2 separate regions of the Mus musculus genome follow, and region 2 is linked to region 1. A link is a contact called in public promoter capture Hi-C data. All regions are on one chromosome and are shown on one strand. The core of a region is the stretch at or near the end of the contact, and the rest is flanking DNA. Distances in the headings are between cores, read along the strand shown. Region 1 holds the start of Mad2l1bp (MAD2L1 binding protein). Region 2 holds the start of Ppp2r5d (protein phosphatase 2, regulatory subunit B', delta).

What was found. Promoter capture Hi-C pulls out the DNA fragments that hold promoters and counts their contacts.
Region 2: a contact with region 1 is called in a promoter capture Hi-C map of liver, with 4 times the contacts expected there. The contact joins the promoter of Ppp2r5d here to the promoter of Mad2l1bp in region 1. A contact is called at or near these places in 8 of 39 promoter capture datasets (the HPC-7 cell line, cranial neural crest, embryonic stem cells and 4 more) and 2 of 115 datasets of contacts at active chromatin or transcription factors (bone marrow-derived macrophages and pancreatic cancer cells).

The regions. Positions count from the first base shown.
Region 1 is chr17:46,151,892-46,156,740 of GRCm38.p6, forward strand. It overlaps Mad2l1bp (MAD2L1 binding protein), which reads right to left and starts at 1,660. Exons shown (of 3, transcript NM_025649.3): 1 at 1,552-1,660; 2 at 888-1,150. The coding sequence starts at 1,606.
Region 2 is chr17:46,702,579-46,707,311 of GRCm38.p6, forward strand. Ppp2r5d (protein phosphatase 2, regulatory subunit B', delta) reads right to left here and starts at 2,424. Exons shown (of 15, transcript NM_009358.3): 1 at 2,255-2,424. The coding sequence starts at 2,281. It overlaps Gm52314 (a long non-coding RNA gene), which reads left to right and starts at 3,047. Exons shown (of 2, transcript XR_003952400.1): 1 at 3,047-3,130; 2 at 3,964-4,733.

The sequences.
Region 1 (4,849 bases), core at 410-2,909:
GTAGCCAGGTCTCAGAGACCAGCCTAAACTACATAGTGAAATCTTGTTTTGGAAAAAAAAAAGTTAGCTGGGCAGTGGTGGCACACGCCTTTAATCCCAGCACTTGGGAGGCGGAGGCAGAGGCAGGCAGATTTCTGAGTTCGAGGCCAGCCTGGTCTACAAAGTGAGTTCCACGACAGCCAGGGCTATACAGGGAAACCCTGTCTCGAAAAAAAAAAATTAATTAAAGAAGATCAAACTCATGTGCTGGAGAGATGGCTCAGCAGTTAAGAGCACTAACTGCTGCTCTTCCAAAGGTCCTGAGTTCAAATCTCAGCAACCACATGGTGGCTCACAACCATCCCTAATGAGATCTGACTCCCTCTTCTGGAGTGTCTGAAGACAGCTACAGTGTACCTACATATAATAAATAAGCACACGCCTTTAATCCCAGCACTTGGGAGGCAGAGGCAGGCGGATTTCTGAGTTCAAGGCCAGCCTGGTGTACAAAGTGAGTTCTAGGACAGCCAGGGCTATACAGAGAAACCCTGTCTCAAAGAAAACCATAAACAAACAAACAAACCCTTGTGCCAGAGTGAGCAGGGCCGGAGCGGGCAGAAAATGTCCTGAGTTTGATTCCCAGGAATCACATGATGGCTCACAACCATCAGTACAGCTCCAAAAAGAACTAATAATATCCTCATACAACCGGTAATAGGAAGAGTCTCAGAAAAAGAACAAGAGAAAAAAGGGAGAGACCCAAGTGCAGAGAAAATGAGGCAAGGAAGGCTCTGCAAAAGCCTAGACTTGCAGGGAGGCTGAAGACATCTTAGGTCACTTTTCTACTTCCCCATCATCTATGAGCCACAAAGTCTTCCCACCAATTTTCTCAGAAAGCCTGCACATACCTGGGGAACTTTCCGGTAGAAGTGCTTCAGCTGTTCATAGGGCAGAGGGAGCTGATGGCGCTGGTACAGGATATGCTTGAGAAGTTCACAAGTAAACTGGCAGCAGTCTTCCTGGCTCACAGGCCCGGGAAACACCACCGGCACCAGGTCTCTTGGGCAAAAGGGCTCCGCAGGATTGGAAGGTTCCTGGGCTGGCGGGATGACAGTCTCAAGATCTACTTCAGGAGCATGAGTTTCTTCCGGCTTCTCATACCAATCCAAATCTAGTCCATAAGTGAAAAGGTAAAGAAAGGGGAGGGGTTGTCAAAGTCAGCGTTAGTCTTAGCGTTCCCAGAGGCTCCATCAGCAGACACTCCCATAGGTGACAGGAAACCTGATACTGGCCGGGGACGATTTAAGTGACATCAGGGACAGGAAAGGGGGCTTTAGAAGACTGAGACTAATGTTTCGGTATGAAATATCAGGGGCAGAACACCCAAGGGGACAGGGCAGGAAAAACAATTCCACTTAAGGGCGAGGGAGTGACTTGCAGAGATAGGGCGGACTGGGACACCAGGAACAAGGACAGAAAGGAACGACGGAGGAAACGTCAGCCACTAAATGCATCTGGGGAGGTAGCAGCAGGGAAGAAACGAGTCCCCAAGTTATGGATCCCACGCCTTACTTGGGGCAGCAGCAGGGGACAGTTCGGACATATCCTCCTCACCGGACGCAGCCATCGCGACTGCCAGCCTAGTCGTCCTGCGGTTAAAATAGACGCCCCGCAAAGAATCATGGGAAGCTTAAGCTCCACTTCCGGCTCTTACCAGCCAGAAGGGACTCAGCGCAGCCGCTGAATGGTGGAGGTTGGAGATGACTTGAACCACACCCAAGCCGGGGAGCTCTTGGCCCCTCCCACTTAGGCGACCCAGTCGTCCCCTGGGGCTGGGGATGCCTTCATTTTTTTTTTTTTTTTTTCTCAGCAATAGTTTCCAGCACCCACCCCGCCCCCAACCCCCCATTCTGGAATGTCCTTAGAGATAGAGCCAAGATTAAGTAAACTAGAAGTTCACCTACCCCTCCCTGGAATTCGCTTAATAGTGCTTTAAATCCAGCCTTTGAACTCACTTCGGGGTCTCTCTATCTTGGTAATGGGAGACTCCAGCATGTTGGACTTCTGCAGAATAAAACACTCTTTGTGTTTACATACTGTTTGAGTCTGGGTTATCTTTCTTGAGCAAATCATAGACCCTTTTTTTTTTTTCTTTTGGTTTTTCCAGACAGGGTTTCTCTGTATAGTCCTGGCTGTCCTGGAACTCACTTTGTAGACCAGGATGGCCTCGAACTCAGAAATCCACCTGCCTCTGCCTCCCAAATGCTGGGATTAAAGGCGTGCACCACCACGCCCGTCATAGACCCTTATAATACTATAAAGAGTTAAGGTTTTTAGCAGGACAGTGGCGGTGCACGCCTTTAATCCCAGCACTCAGGAGGCAGAGTTCCTGAGTTCCAGGCCTACCTGAATTGTTAAGGTGGTAATAGATAAACGGCATCAAGGTCATGACAGGAATTCCCAAGTGAAGTTTGAACTTGATCTCACATAGGGGGATGAATAAGCTTTTTCAAAGTAGGGCAGGAAGGAATCCTGGGAGATGCCACAGACATAAGGAAGCTTGCTGCCAAGCTCGATGACCTGAGTTCAAACAGGACCCACAAAGTGAAAGGAGAGACTAGAGTCCCTCTACACCACTATGTAACAGGCTCACTCACAAACACAAATGGGGAAGTGACGCGAGTACATTAACATGTTATGGCTGGGTATGGTCATATCAGCTTTAATCCCAGCACTGGGGAGGCAGAGGCAGGTAGATCTAGAGTTTGAGGCCAGCCTGGTCTACAGAGTGAATTCCAGGATATCCAGGGCTATACTGAGAGTCCCTGTGTCAAAAAAAAAAAAGGGGGGGGGTTTATAAGGTCAAACATGTAACGATAATAAATAAGTTCTTTGTTGTTGCTGTTGTTTTTCAAGACAGGGTTTCTCTGTGTAGCCCTGGCTGTCCAGAACTCATTCTGTAGACCAGGCTGGCCTCGAACTCAGAAATATGCCTGTCTCTGCCTCCCAAATGCTGAGATTAAAGGCGAGCGCCACCACTGCAGGGCAAAGAAGTTCATTTTAAACTTGGCTATTGACATGACTGGAGACACGGGATCAGTTTATAGAGTACATGAATCCTGAGCTTGATTCCCAGCATTACAAAAAATGAAACCCCAGCCTACCCCAAGTGACTAACAAACACGCAAATGGATTCCTAAAATTTTTTTTTCAACATACATACAATTTTATCACTAACTAAAGACCAAATCAAATTTGCATACTAATAAAATAGATGTACTTGTAGAAATATATACTGACTTGATATTTACTCCCAAGAAACAAGAACCTACTAAGCCTTTGTTTTCTATTACTGAGCCATTAGGCTTCTCTAAAAGTTTGGGGCCGGAGAGATAGCTCAGCAGTTAAGAGCACTGACTGCTCTTCCAGAGGTCCTGAGTTCAGTTCCCAGCAACCACATGGTGGCTCACAACCATCTGCAACAGGATCTGATGTCCTCTCCTGGTGTGTCTGAAGACGGCTACTCATCATATATATAAAATAAAATTTATTTAAAAAAAATAGAAAATTTGTATGCACTATAAAACGATACAATTTATAGCATACGGTAGTCAGACAGATGTTTTTAGCAGGAAGGACATTTGTTTATTGAGAGAGAATTTCACGTAGCACAGGCTTGCCTCAAACTTGCCATGGTGCTCAGGCTGGCCTTCATCTGCAGGATCCCCTGCTCAGCCTCCCAAGGGCTGGGATTATAGTTGTGAAGAGTTGTGCTTGGCTTTATATATTTATTCATTTTTGTATTTGGAGACTGGATTTCATTTAGCCCAGGCTAGCCTTGAACTCCCTATGTAATCAAGGTTGACCTGGAATCTCCCCACAGCCTCCATCCTGTATCTCCAAAGTGCTGGAGTCATAGGCTCAGCACCTCTGGAAGAGCAGCTGGTGTTCTTAACCCCTGAGCCATCTCTCCAGCCCCAAAATGTGTATTCAAAGAGACTTGAATTTGGGTCATCCCAGCAGGTGGTGAGAAATTAAGTGAACTCTAGAGATATTTAGAAAGATGTCCATCCAGTAGAGATGGTGGTGCACACCTTTAGTCCCAGCACAGGGGAGGCAGAGGCAGGTAGATCGCAGAGCTCAAGACAAGCCTGGTCTACAATAGTTCCAGGACAGCCAGGGCTACACAGAGAAACCCTGTTGTGTAACAACAAAAACAAACAAAAGACAGATGTCTCATGAATATAATTTAATTTAGCATTGGGTTTGAAGAGGAGAAGGGATAGAAAGTGGCCATCAAGAAGATAAGCAGAGGGTTGGCGAGATGGCTCAGCGGTTAAGAGCAATGACTGCTCTTCCAAAGGTCCTGAGTTCAAATTCCAGCAACCACTTGGTGGCTCACAAACGTCCGTAATGAGATCTGACGCCCTCTTCTGGTGTGTCTGAAGACAGCTACCGTGTACTTATGTATAATAATATATAAATCTTAAAAAGAAGAAGAAGCAGCAGCAGCTAAGCAGAGCCAGGCGGTGGACAGCACTTAGGAGGTGGGGTGGAGGCCATGAGGCAAGCCCACACACACACTGAGATCCTGTCTTACGTGGGGTCCAGGGATCAGGCTTGAACAGGAAGTGCTTTCACCCACTCAATCAGCCCTGCAGAGTTTCTTTAAAAAAAGAAAGGGGGTGGGGAACAGGTTTCTGACTTTAGATCTGTCTTAGATAGGGTTTTACTGCTGTGAGCAGACACCATGCCCAAGGCAACTCTTATAAGGACAACATTTAATTGGGGCTGGGCTTACAGGTTCAGAGGTTCAGGCCATTATCATCAAGGCGGGAACATGGCAACCCAGGGAGGCCTGGTGCAGGAG
Region 2 (4,733 bases), core at 1,174-3,673, 550 kb after region 1:
GAAAGTGGGAGGGGTACCTAATGCAGGAAACCTTTTTTTTAAAAAGACCTAAATCCAATCTTAAAAGGGAAGGATGCTCATCTCACAAAAAAAGACTGACTCAGCACCAGCCTACGAAGCACCTACTATGTGCTATGTGTAAGGGACATGCAAACCTGCACACAGTTTCATTAATACCTCAAGGAGGATAAAACGTGTCCACAGTTCATTCCCACCCAAGGCTGAACACATAAAGTCTGTAAGTGAGCCCAAGTGAAGGCCCAGGAAAGACTTCCCCAGGGAAGCAGGGAAGGATAGCGAGGAGAGAGGGGACAGGTGACAGATGAGCAATAAAGGGGCCTCCACCCACCTGTCTCTGTGCCTCCACCCTGGTACACCTCAGTCACACTGTCATCTCTCTCCCCCTCAGAACCTGAAGGAGGCCAAACGCAGCCCAAAATCCAGTGCAGGAGATTAGCTCTCATAAAGGCCTCCCTGGCTGCCTCCACGCATCCCGGTCCTTCCTGTGCCCTTTCTCAAGCAAAGCACTCACAGCCTGACGAAGTCTAAGAACGTCCCCTCTAATTCCCAATCAGCCGCCAGACAGATGGGACAGGATCTGGTCCACAGACTAGAAACGACAGGCGCTTAAGGAGATCACCCCTTCCTCTGAACTCCACAGCCCCAGTCCCGGGCTTAGCTATCTTGAGTGCACAGTTTCTATTGCTGGATGGCGCCCATTGGCAAGCCCACTCCCCAAGGATAAGACCCAGGTAGGGCACACAACTTTGCCTGGCTCACCACCCCCTGTCCTGTGCTCTATCTAACTCTCAGACCGAGACAGTGACAGCCCAGAAGCAGAGCCTCCTGGCAAACACACAACAGCCCCGGGATAAAGAGTTTGACTGATATGGTTAGAGATGGTAGCCCAGCATCCATCAGGGGAAAAATGAATGCAATCCACCTCTGGGGTCATCAGGAGAGTGGACCACGAGACCAGGCCAGAGCCAGCCCAACACAAGGGGCCAGCCCAAAAGCTGGGGAGTCTGAAGACCAGTTCCAGCCTCCCCAGCTGAGTCTGCTTCTCAGAAGAACCACAGATCAAGCAAGAGCAGCAAACAAAGGGAAAGGCAGGGACAGGTCAGGGTGGTTTGGAGGCAAAAGATGGCAAAAGACGGTAACATCAAGAAATGGCCTGTGGGGTTGGGAGTGTAGCCCAATGGTACTGCACATGCTTAGCATGTGCAAGACCCTGGGTCTGATCTCTGCCACTGCAAATAATAAAGAAACCGAGTGTACTGGACGGCAGAATGAGAAGAAAACTAAACAGAACAGGCCAGAAGAAAGGGAGAAATCCTGTCCTGGTGCAAAAAAAGGAAATGCAAAGGTTATCCTAAGGAATACAGGGAGGAGCCTCTAACAGATTAGAAACCGAGTCCCGTCTAGGGTGAACATGGAAGCCAGCTGATGCCAGTTAGGCACTTGCACAGAAGAGCCCTCCAAGTTGGGAGACCTGATATTGCAGCTGGGCCTCCAGCAGGATGTGTGACCTTGGACAAGTCCCTTCCCCTGACCCGGCCTCAGTCTCCTCATCTGTACCACTAGCATGCTAGTCTGCATGTGCTCCAAAGCTCCCTTCCAGCACAGACGTTCTGGGGTTCCATCAACAGAAGAAGGGCTCGGTCCTGGCTTACAAGTTTGTGTGTAAAGGAAGACTCGAGGGAGGGGCCTAGGCCAGATTTGGGCGGAGGAGAGAGAAAGCAGAGCGGTTCTAGGTCAGGGGCTTGTCGTGGGGGGGCGGGGGGGGGGAAGGAGGGACTGTACAGAACTGTGGAGAGGCCGTCTTTTAAGCTGGTGAGGAGAAGAGGGAAGGGGCTGCTCAGGGCGGGGGTGGGGGAAGTACTGGAGGGAAATGCGGTCTTAAATGAGCACTGTCCCAAACCGTGGGGGATCGGGGACAGATAAAGGCGGGGAGAAAAAGCAAGGGAGTGAGCCGGGAGTGGAGCAGATCTGGAGGGGGCCGGGGATAGGAGCAAAGAGGAAGGGAAGAGGGATAGGTGGGGGGAAATCTGTCCGGGCAAAGACGGAGAGCTGTCCCAGCTGCTGCACGGACTGGGGGTGCTGGCAGTCGCGCGGCCCTGGGGCTGGCCGCGGGAGTGCTGCGGGGGGCCGGACCAGAGGGTCAGTCTGAGGCTGTCCCGGGCCTGCCTCGGGCCCCTCCCAGAGCTGCGCGCAGGCCCGGCGGCGGAGGCGCAAGGGGAAAGGCCACGCTCACCTTATCCTTCTTCAGTTTATAGGACATCTCGGCCGGTCCACACCCGGCCCGGCTCCTGCGGCCCCGCTCCGGCTCTGCTCGGCCACACTCGGCCCGCTCGGCGTCTCTTCGCCACCGCCTGCGCGCTGCGCCCGGGCCGAGCCGTGGCTGCGCTTCCAATTGGCCCGAACTCTTACAAACCTGCCTGAGAACCAGGAGCCGCCTCCTCGGATTGGTCATTGGAGCCAAGCAGCTTCCCTTTTTTCTCATTGGAAAGAAAGAGTACAAACCGCCAGGGTTCGGCTCCCAGAATTGGCTGGAGTGGAAGGTCCCGCCCTGAAAAGGGTCGGGCTTCGTGGAGGAGGCGGAGCCATGGGGAAACCCGAGCTTGGCTAGCAGATCTGTTCTCCGGCGTCGCCTTGTGCGTCGTCCTCTGCTATTCTTCAGTCCTTTGAGCTCTGCTCCTTCCCTCCAGAAGTGGCTCTCATGTTCTCCCCTGCTCTTCTACCTGCCCTGCTTCGTACGGACTGGAGGAAAAAGGCCCTAACACGAAAAGGGCACCTTTCTTCACAGGAATTTAAAGTAGCTCAAATTGCACACGTGAAATGATAGAGAAGACTCCCAAGGGTACTCCCGGGCATTCATCAAGTCTGTCCTAGATCACAGTTGCAGAGGAGCAGAGGGGAAAGCCTATCAGCGGTGGAACCGGGCTGAAATAAAATAAGAAACCCTGGTTTGCTGCAGCTTCAAGACGTGGGTCCCTGTAGCTGCTGGAAGGGTGCTGGAATCGGTAAAACAGCTGCGTTTGGAGCCACTGAGAATGAAGTGAAAAAGCAGCCTCATCGTTCCCTACCTGAGCCCTGAGCCGCCGCCGCACCCAAGCTAGTGTTCAAGTGGGTAAGACTGGGTTCTTGCCCTCAGGTAGTTCCCACTCTAATGAGGTTCACAGACTCGTATTAAGAGACGATTAAAATACAATCACATAAATTACACAAACCTCAGAATGACATGGAGGAATATATTTTAGTTATCCTAGTAGCCAATAGATTACATTAAAGAACTGGAGGAGGTCCATCAAAAATAAATCTGCGAGCTGGGTGTGATGGGTTTGCCCCTGTAACCCCACCTCTTGGAAGATAGAGGCAGGATGATCAGGCGTTACAGACCAGCCTTAACTATAGCCAGTTGCAGACCAGTTTGGACTACAATAAGAACCTCTTAAAAGAAAGAAAAAAAAAAGACAAAAAAAAAAAAAAAAAAAAACCTACCCGCCACCACAAACAACAACAACAAAGAAACAACTCTCAGAACTAAAAAGTTACAAATAAGCCTGTGGCCGTTTGTTCCCCAGGAAAGAGGTCTTGGATTCCCCCAGGAGCATGATAACCAAACAATAGTCAATCATCCTTACACAAAGAGCAGTAGCCCCAATATTGGGAAAGATGGGGGCTGGGAAGATGGTGCTCTTCCAAAAGACCTGAATTCAGTTCCCAGCACCCACATTAGCTGCTTCACAATTGCCTGTAACTCCAGCCCCAAGGGACCTGATAGACACATGCATACATACATACATACATACATACATACACACACACAATTTTAAAACTTCAAGAACAGAATGGAAAAAAAGACAAGGCTCAGTGGTTAAGAGTACTTGCTGCTCTTCCAGAGGACCTAAACTAGGCTCCCAGCCCCCACAACAGCTGGCTCACAACCACCTGTAACCCCAGCTCCAGGAACCTGACGCCCTGCCCTCCTCTGGCCTCCCTGGGCACCTGCATAGGTGGCATACACACGCACAGACACACACATGCACGTGAATGACTTTAAAAACCGGAATGAAGAAAAGCGGATGAGCTCCGGAGACGTGTACAGTCAACGGGATTCGGTGAGTCACTGGATTCGGGGAGACAGTATCAGGGAAAGGATGCATTGAGGGTGACTCCTAAGTGATGAAAGATGGTTAGAGGGAACTGGTGTCACAATGGCCAGAGGCAGGTAGAGTCTGCTAAACACTGAATAGAACACTTTGATTTTGCAACTAGGAGGTGTCGGGTGATCTCTGCCAGGGAAGCTTAAGCCAAGTAGGAGCTTGGAGTGCCTTCAAGAGTGAGCACAGGGTAAGGCCAGCACGGAGAGGAGCCTGGCTCTCATACAGAATTGCATTTTGCTCGGTGACTAACACTGAGTTGAGGGGAGCACACAGTGAGGCTGCATTTCTACTATTGTTTGCATGGGGAAGAAAGGTGTTTGTTCGCTGGTGGATATTCCTATCTGTACAAGTGTAACTGAGGCAGTTGTCCTCTGATGGAGCTGATCAACAGATGTCCTTGCCCATACCCAAAACCTCAAGATGCACTGTAGTCCTGGGGCATAAACTTGCCACTGACTGTGTAGCCTCTTTAGACCTGCAGACCTTGGTTCCTCTAGGAAGCAGGGGACAGAGACACATAAAGTTCGGCTGCAAGTGGGATTTTTTTTTCTTCTCTGTGGGAATCCA